2 separate regions of the Zea mays genome follow, and region 1 is linked to region 2. A link is a contact called in public Hi-C data. All regions are on one chromosome and are shown on one strand. The core of a region is the stretch at or near the end of the contact, and the rest is flanking DNA. Distances in the headings are between cores, read along the strand shown. Region 1 holds the start of LOC100383547. Region 2 holds the start of LOC541956 (enhancer of polycomb-like protein101).

Region 1 (4,641 bases), core at 154-2,653, 420 kb before region 2:
TCTCCACGCCGTCGGCGTTCAGCTGCACGCCCTTGTCTATGACGTTGCGGTAGCCGACGCGGTACAGGCAGTGGCGGCCTCCCCTGGACTCGACGAACCTCGTGAGCCCGTCGCTGGCGCGCGCGTCGGTGACCACCATGGTGCCCGGGTGCTCGCCCAGCACGATGGCCGACATGAGCGCGATGAGGCGGTCGCCGTTGATGGCCGCGCCCCCGGCGTCCACGACGCCGCTGCGGTCCACGTCGGTGTCGAAAACGACGCCCAGGTCCGCGCCCTGCGCCAGCACGGCGCCGCGGGTGAGCGACATGGCGGTGGCGTCCTCCGGGTTGGGTATGTGGTTGGGGAACCTGCCGTCGGGCTCCAGGTGGAGGCTGCCCGTGGTGTCGGCCCCCAGCTTCTCCAGCACGTCCCAGGTGAAGAACCCGCCGCAGCCGTTGCCCGCGTTCACCACCACCTTGAAGCCCCTCAGTGGGGTGTCGTAGTGCGTCGGGTGCGCCACGCGCTGCTTGATGATGTCGCGGAGGTGCTGCGCGTAGGCGCTCATCAGGTCCACGCGCATCACCACCGGCGGCGTGCCCCTGCCGCCGCCGCCGACTCCCGTCTTCCGCGCCACGTACTTGTGCGCTGCGCGGTCGCAGATGTTCTCGACGTCGCCGGAGGTGAGCCCGCCGCGCTTGGTGAAGAACTTGAGGCCGTTGCGGGTGTAGGGGAGGTGTGACGCCGTCATCTGCATGCATGCAACTCCGATCCGAACGTAGTAATTGACAAGTGAAACACATGCATTGCATGGCATGCACGCACACCAACACGACGCAAACGTAAAATACGTATCATTACTTCACTACCATAATAGAGCCGTCATAGTTGAAGCGTGGCAGTATGGTGCTCATGAAGCAGGCCGGCGTGGTGGCGAGCCCCATGTCGAAGACGGAGCAGCCCGCCCTGGCGAGCCCCGCGAAGAGCGCCGCGCTGAGCCGCGGCCCCGACAGCCTCGGGTCGCGGCCGACGGACACACGCAGCTGCTCGGGCTCCTGGCCCCGGAGCCGGAGCTCCTCCTCTCGCAGCCACTCCCCGAAGCTCTCGGCGATGGCCTCGACCGCCAGCGGCGTGAGGTCCACGGCCCGGCCTTTCTCGCCCTCCAGCGCGACGCCCCGCACGTCCGACCCGTTCTGCAGCCGCCTGATACTGTCGCCCTCTTCTCCCCCTGCCTGTGCCACGCCCGCGGGCTGCCCACGGGAGCTCGCCGCCGTGGCCCTTGTCGTCACCTGCTGCCCAAAGCTTCGTGTCTTCCAGGACAGCAGAGGAGGAGGGCAGCACCGCGCCGCGCCGCGGCTCGTGTGCTTGCATGATGATGGCTGCACAGTTGCCGGCGAAGTGGTGACCATGGCCATAGCATGCAACTGTAGTCACGCACGCACGAGTCAAAAATTGCTAATGCATGAATCATCGGACACCGGAAAAGATATACGCGCCGATCTCGGCAAGAAAGAGATTATTTGGCAGCCGGCGGAAGGATATGGATATTTTGGGTGCAGGCCAGGACACCAGGAGTTCGTCGGGATGCTGCGGACTTGATGATAGAGCGTGTGGGGTGGAGGCGTGTGATAGCTAATTCTGTGGTGCCGCCAATCTGCCACGTCCACACGTGGGCGAAAGAAGAAATTTTTTTGGGTTACAAGTTATACCTATGCTTATATTGATATTGAAAGCGACTAAAGTTCACAAAGTAAAAGCTGAGGTTACTAGCTCACTCTAGCGTACTGTAGAAAAGGACATCAATAATACCGATTGAAAAACTGACTACGGCACCAGATCCCCCAATCTATATTGGGTAATTAGGACTAAAGACGTCAATATTTAATTCGACTGTATGACTTGCTACTAAACCATTAATACCAGTCGTTGGCTTGAACAAGTTGATAGCCATCTAGCGGGGTGAATAGACGAAATCTAAAATTTAATCATTTAACCAAAACTTGATCCCAAATTAGTCGGTTAGAGCAAGTGGTAAGTTAATCGAAATTAGGGGGATAAGTTTTTCTTGAAATTGTTGCTCTAATGAGTGAGGAATAAATTTGGGAGCAACACAAATGATTTGAATTAAAGATCAAAGCAAGAGAACTTAGAGAGGAAGAGGAAAAACAAATCTCAATCATACAAACACAAGTGACATGACAATTTATTTACCAGAGTTCGGTTTCTAAATGAAACCTAAGTCTCTGTTGAGATGTCCCAAGGGACTAGGTCTCTTTACACCCTCTCAAACGATTCCGAAGATCAAACTTGAGTCCTCTCACTTTTCTCAATTCGATCGAGTGACCAGAGCCTCTGCAAGGCGCTCCACAAGTTTGGAGGCTCTTGCTAGCTTTATAATCTCAATGTGAGTCAAAAAAACTCGAAGCACAAGACCATAGCACACACTCTTCTCCATTGCTCTCTCATAAGGCACTATCACAAATAACACTAGAATGGTTGTCACTTGTTTAATTCTCTCTATTGTGGCACTTGTGAGGCTTTTTATCTCTTGGGAGTGTTACTCTAACTTGTAGGAGTTATTGCTCAGTTCTTGTGTATTGAATAGTCTAGTTGAGGGTATATTTATAGCCCTCAACCACCCAAATATAAGTTGGGAACAATCCCCAAAACTGCACTTTTTGTGGATGCACCTGACCGCCTACAGTATAGGTCCAACTCACCACGAGACTTCTGCCATGCTGGTGAGATCAGTGACCATTTTGACGAAAAGTTATCTTGTTAGTGGCACTGGACTGGTCCAGTGCACTACCAGACCCTACCACATGTGACGCCACGTTTGATAGAGGCGAAGGCTGTGGCGGAACTGCCCAGATTATTCCAGCTTAAGTGCTCATGTATCGTCTTAGGGGTAATGATACACTTAAATCGGAATAAACTATCAGTCCGTCGGATCTAGTTCGATAAAAGCACTAACAAGGACCGAGTACCATTTTCTCAGTCCAGTGCACTACCAGACCCTGCCACATGTGCCACCATGTTTGATAGAGGCGAAGGTTGTGGCGGAACCGCCCAGATTATTCCAGCTTAAGTGCTCATGTATCGTCTTAGGGGCAATGATACACTTAAATCGGAATAAACTGTCAGTCCGTTGGATCTAGTTCGATAAAAGCACTAACAAGGATCGAGTACCATTTTTTCACACGAAGGTGAGACACAGAGAAATAAAATAAAGCATGAAACCAGAAATTAAAGAGGTACTTGATTTATTACATGAATCAGAGTTTAACATTACGAAACATTGTTTTAGTGCAGCATATTCGATAAATGGGGAGTAGGGCGAAGCCTGGCCCACTACTCCTCCTGATCATCTCCTGCTGAGGCAGCATCCCACTCGACTGTCCAACCTGGTGGCAAGGTGGCTGGCCAAGTCACACCATCAACCATGTCTTGTAGCAAACCCTGTAAAAATTATGCCACAAGCAAGACTGAGTATACAAATATTCAGCTAGAGTTATCTGGTGTGAAGAGTCTACTCTACTTCTAGACCATGAAGCTATTTGGCTGAGGAGTTTGGTTTACCAAAAGCACTAGCTGAGTCTAAAACCCTATTTAGAAGGGCTTATTTAGTAGCTTCCCATCACAGAAAAGCTCTAAGTCTACCAAACACCAAGCTTGTCAGTAGCTTTTCCAATAAGCGCTTCTCTAAAATAAACGTGAGACCTGTTTTTTGAGTAAGCGTGTGGGTTGCAGCTTAATTTGGCTTATGCGCGGCCAAAAACAATAGTGCCCCTAAACATCACCATATTTACCTGCATCTGCCATTACATAAATAATGGGATCAACATCTTCCATCCTCGTCGCTCCCTCATTTTTCTTCGAACTCGCGATGCACGAACGTAGGCGACGGTTAGTTAGGGTTCGCTCATCTGCCCATCAGTCTGCCTCATTTCCACCATCTCCGATCAGCATCTATCCACCATCTCCGGTGGCCTCTTCTTCTTTGGCCGGCGACTGGACGCAATTGCTGGACCGAGCGACGCCTGGTTTCCTCTATCTAGAACAAGACGCCTACTACTGCTGCTGCTGGTTCAGGTAAAGCAGAATTGGAGCTATTAAATTTCTTCCCCCAAAACTTTCCAAACTGGGTACGTTAGTTAATTCCCCCAATGATTGCGGCTATATTATTAAATCCCAATGATTTCGATGGTGTTAATTTACTTCGGCACACATACCCATCCCTACTACTCCTTAAGAGCGGAGTGTAGGCGTCCACACATTTGAGTGGTGCACGGTTCTGCCTGTGGCGCGCGGATGGAAGGTCCTCTTGCCGCATGGAAGGTGCCGCGGATCCCGGCCCTCCTCCCACACCGCCTCTCCCTCTCCGCCTGTGCTCCACCTCGTCGTGTCCACGATGGAACCCACCCGCGGATCTCGCCCACGATGCACGCCTCCACCGCGCCGCCGATGGAAGGTGCCGCGGATCTCGGCACGCCCGCTTGCCCGGATCTCGCCGTGTCCGCGCATGGATCCCGCCCGCTCGCCCGGTCTCGGCACGCTCTCGCGGTGGAGGCGCCCCTCTCCGCCACGCTCGCGAGGCCTCCGCCCGCTTCCCCCACCGTGACAGGTACCCCCGCGCCCCGCCTCCGTCCGATGCCCCTACCACAC
Region 2 (4,819 bases), core at 1,684-4,183:
GTCGAGCAACTCTGTGGGGCAAGTGGTACTCAACAGCATAAAAACAGATGAGGGGACACCTCATGAGGTAGAGGTTCTCGTCTATTGAGCACATGCTGCTCAACTGTATGCTGGCGAAATATGGATCAAGATACGGTTGCCAAGTCACCTGCAAAAGTTTTAGAAAGCCCATGTAAGCACGCTGGTGTCGTGTGATAAAAGTAGAAATGACATGTAAAAAGAAAAAAAGGAGACAACTCACCATCGAAGGAGTAAGTGCGTCGAGCTCGTTTGAGTACTCCACGTAAGCACGCTGGTGTCGTGCGAATGGCTCCTCGACCTGGTCCCAGCGGTAAGCAGCCGTGGGCTTAAGCCGATGTCCGGCTACCACGAACCACTCACGAGGAGGAAACTCTCTGGGTCGCCCGACGGGTATGTGTGCCCACATCCACAGCTGTAGTAGGTAGACACATCCACCTAAGCTGGCTGTCCTCGACGAACGACGACAAGCCTCGCAAAGTTGCCTGTACAGGAAGGCCAACACTGCTGAAGCCCAGCTGTAACCTCCGGTCGTATCCCAGTCAGTCAGGCAGGGCAGAAACATCCATGACGCGCTGTCGCCTGTTGCGTCTGGAAAAAGAACTGAACCAAAGAGATGGAGAATCCAAGCTCGACAATGGTATCCCACCGTCTGCTCATCTGCACCAGGTGGACACTGCCCAAAGCTCTGCCTAAGCCAGGTCAGTGGGACTCCGGTGTTGTGGCTACCTCGTAGCTCATCCGGAAGCAGTCTCCCAAGAAAGGCCTCCACCCTCTGCCTCCAACCGCCTGGTGATGCCTGACCGGTCACTGGACGACCAATAATGCTGAGACCAAGAATCTTCTGGCAATCTTCAAGCGTCACAGTCATCTCACCGCAGGGAAGGTGGAAAGTGTGAGTCTCTGGCCGCCACCTATTGGAAGACAAAAGAATACAAAAATCATTAGCATGCAAAGTAGATTTGATAATTGTAAATATTAAACAACTAGAGAAGTCTTTACCTGTCGACCAGAGCCGTCAACGCCGCTGGGTTGAAAGTGGGCAGCCCACGGCGGACCTGGTACGATAATACGTCCAAGCCAGCCCTCTGTAGGAGAGGAGTATACCTCTCATCGTACCTCATCTCCTCCAGAAACCGGTCGTGGGTCCGGACCCGCAGAACGGGGAACACCTAGCAATCGTACGAACAATGTGTCGAAGACACTTACTAGGATGATCGTCAACTGGATCCTGGGTCAATGGGATCTCTTGGGGGGGTACCACCGCATTAGAAGCCCCACAAACGCCGGGAATAGGACGAGAAATCCCATACTCGTGCGGACCCGATTGAGCATCGGGCACAACAACGACTTCTTCATGAAGCTCTACCAAAGGAGCTTCAATACGAGATGCATTTGGCATTTGTGGAGATAACCCGACTGGACCTTCGCATTGACTAACAGGTAACTTTTGAACAACCACATCCAAACATGGTGGAACCATCGTCTTCACAATTTTTAAATATATCACCCAATCATCTTCTGAGGTAATGGAGATCAACCGTCGGACAACTGTTCCATATGTAATATGGGACAACAAACCCTGAATTGATATTCTAGGGTCGTTTATGTCGCAACTAATCTCCTCACAAGCTCGAGCCAAAAGCTGGTCAAAAGATGGTCTTTCAACGAACAACATGGTCACGATCTTCATACCATCAAAAGTAACACTCCCATAAGCATCTATCTCCACCCTTCCTCCATGGTATAGTGTTACTAGGCTGTCCATCTATTGCAAAAATGGATTACTAACTCAATAATGGCTACATACTTAAGCCTACTAACTTACTAAGTAATAAATATATATTAACTAATAACTATACAGTAAATATTAAATAAACACATCAAACGAAATTACATAATCTATAAATAATGTACGAAAACATTGTATACCTGAGAACGCGTACGAGTCCAGCTAACGGTGGAGAAGGTCAAGTCGGACGAACACCTACGTACAAAAAAACCTATTGTCAGTAAAAAATTTGGCAGCACCTCCCCTGTAAAGTGATGTTTATAGAACCTGCGAATAAACGACAACACGATGGTTGCCAACACAGAAAACATGTAATATCAATGCGCTAAACAAAATGCTAACTATATAATCACTAAGAATTTACTAAACACTAAACTAAGAAATTAATAAACTAATAAATTAATCTAAGAAATTTACTAAGAATACACTAAACTATATAATCACTAAGAATTTACTAAACTAAGAAATTAATCTAAGAAATTTACTAAGAATACACTAAACTATATAATCACTAAGAATTTACTAAACTAAGAAATTAAAAAAATATACCTGGCGATGGCCAACCGTAGCGCGCGGTGGCCGACCGTTGGCGGAGCTCCGGGCGGCGGCGGCGAGCTCCGGTTGGCGGGGGCGAACTCCGGGCGGCGGCGGCGAGCTCCGGTTGGCGGGGGCGAACTCCGGGCGGCGGCGGCGAACTCCGGGCGCCCGAGCCCGGCCGGCGACAGGGAGCGGGGCGGGCGGCCGGCGGCGACAGGGAGCGGGGCGGGCGGCCGGCGGCGAGCCCGGCCGGCGGCGAGGTGGGCGGGCGGTGTTGGTTTTTGCGGTCGGAGAAACGCGCACAGAGAAGAAACGCGAACAGAGAAGCCAGAGAAGAAACGCGCAGAGAAGAAACGGCGGCGGTGGATATTTCCTAGCTCGGCGCCAAGATCTGTGGCGCCGAGCTAGGTGCCACGCAATCTGCCACGTCACAGAGCTCGGCGCCACAGGCTGTGGCGCCGAGATGTGTTACCTCGGCGCCACAACCTATGGCGCCGAGCTTCGGGTCCAAACGTGCAAATTAAATTTCTGGGGGTCCAAACGTAAATTTTTGTCTCGAAAGGGGCTAAAAAACAAAAAATTCGGGCCTCTGTCTTCCTCCTCGCGTCTTCTTCCCTCGCTTCCATTTCTTTTCAAACCCTAAGAACCCGATTCCCTGCTCAAAACCCTAACCCTAGCCCCCGCCTCCTCTACTCCGCGTCACCCACTGCTCCGCGGCATCCCTCGCGGTTCCCGCCGTCCGGGGCGCCAGGCCCTGCCACTCGGCCCTTGCGGACCTAGGGTTTCTCCCGAGCTTCTCGTTGCGTTCACTGCCTTGGGCGAGCCGGTGCGGGCGGATGGTTAGGCGAGGAGGTGGTGGGCGGAGATGAGATGAGGTTGCAGCGGCGTTGGGGGTTGTGGGAACTATGAGTAGGCTCTCGTTCAGACCGCGGCCGCTAGACATCCACAAGAAGCTCCCCATCCTCAAGTCTGTGCGTGAGTTCGAGGATGAGGAGCCAGGGATCGCACCACTGTCCTCTGCGAGGGCTGGGGTGCTGCTGCGTCACTCAGGAGCTGACTTCACCGCGTCTGGGGCCAACAATGCCACAGAAGGCGAGGTATTTTGGTCCTGTTGCTTGAGTTTGAACTTCATCAATGTTAAATGTTGGTGCTTATAGGCTCATAGAGTTCGTTTCTCGGTTGAAGTGACTTGAATTGAGCTTTATTCTTGTGCTTGTACTCTGTACTCTTGTGCTTATAGGCTCACCGCGTCCTGTTGCTTGAGTTTGAACTTCAGCAATGTTAAATGTTGGTCCCATTTCACCAACTAAGCTTTCTGTTATGTGAGTCATGTGTCTGTACTCTGTACTGTTCGTTGTAGTTGTTGTCTTGGTAGCCATTGTGAAAATGAAAATGAAGAGGACATGTATTAGACTACAGGTTGTAATATCATGGAATCACTCCAATCCTAGTAATGTTTGTACATGTCAAATGAAGTTTACTAGCATATTGTGGTTAAATTTACGTGGACAATATAACGAAGTATCTATTAGGACCGGTTTGAATCCCATAATTGAAACCAATATCTAGAAAACGCTCCCCATTTCATTATTAGATTACTTTCCGTTTCCTCTCAATTATTTGGAATAAAACACGGCCTTATATTAAAATTAGGTAGAAATAAGGCTTTTCCGGTGGAATGTACATGCTGTATACTATAATAGCTTGCCATATACATTTCTTTATAAACCTATCAATATCACTCACCTTTAGGTTTGAAGTATCGCTTAATGAAGTTGTTGCTGTTACTACTTTCATTCGCTGTATTCCTTATTTATAAGAGGGCAAGCCTTTATGAATTTATCTATTTTGAACTCATTGCCTGGTTCTCTTGTCTGGAATTTGGATACACACTGGTTGTTATTTTTTGGACAATAGTTCAGATATTATACAGTAATTTGTTGGTGCACATCTCCAACAATATTAATTTTTTTAATCTCCGTCTAATTGAAACCATAGTGACTTTTTCCTATTGTGCCCTTTTTTCTTAAATGTCTTGTCCTTGGAAGAATTCAAAATCGTTGCTTTGCTAGGTTTATCTGAATATATATTTCTGACCAGTGTAAATTATTGCATGGCTATTCTGCTATTGCAAGAAAACGTAGTCTGATGTGGGCTTCTCTAACTCCCTCACCTAAATCAATGTGTTCTTGGTACACCTATTGGACTGCCACTATATGTTTCAACGGATGCTGGACAAAGGAATTATATCACTCTACTCTGCAGGGAAATCAAGCACTCAGTAAGAAAAATGCCCAGGAAATACCTACACCACAATTTGATGGTGTTGACACATATGAAAGGGACTATACTCGTACCTTTGCACAACCGACATCTTATATACGTGGAAGAGGAGGTTTCTTTCTTGTTACTTTCCCTGGGGATGCAATCTTTTCTTGTTAAACTTATACTGTTATGTTTATTACTAAGAGT

Evidence for each region. A called contact is a pair of places that touch in the nucleus more often than the background predicts.
Region 1: a Hi-C map of leaf shows a contact between it and region 2, with 4 times the contacts expected there. The contact joins the promoter of LOC100383547 here to the promoter of LOC541956 in region 2. A contact is called at or near these places in 7 of 25 Hi-C or Micro-C datasets (bundle sheath, ear, endosperm and 2 more).

The regions. Positions count from the first base shown.
Region 1 is chr7:82,932,661-82,937,301 of Zm-B73-REFERENCE-NAM-5.0, reverse strand. It overlaps LOC100383547, which reads right to left and starts at 1,403. Exons shown (of 5, transcript NM_001368208.1): 1 at 846-1,403; 2 at 1-727. The coding sequence starts at 1,391.
Region 2 is chr7:82,513,401-82,518,219 of Zm-B73-REFERENCE-NAM-5.0, reverse strand. It overlaps LOC541956 (enhancer of polycomb-like protein101), which reads left to right and starts at 2,933. Exons shown (of 12, transcript NM_001348658.1): 1 at 2,933-3,444; 2 at 4,613-4,742. The coding sequence starts at 3,253.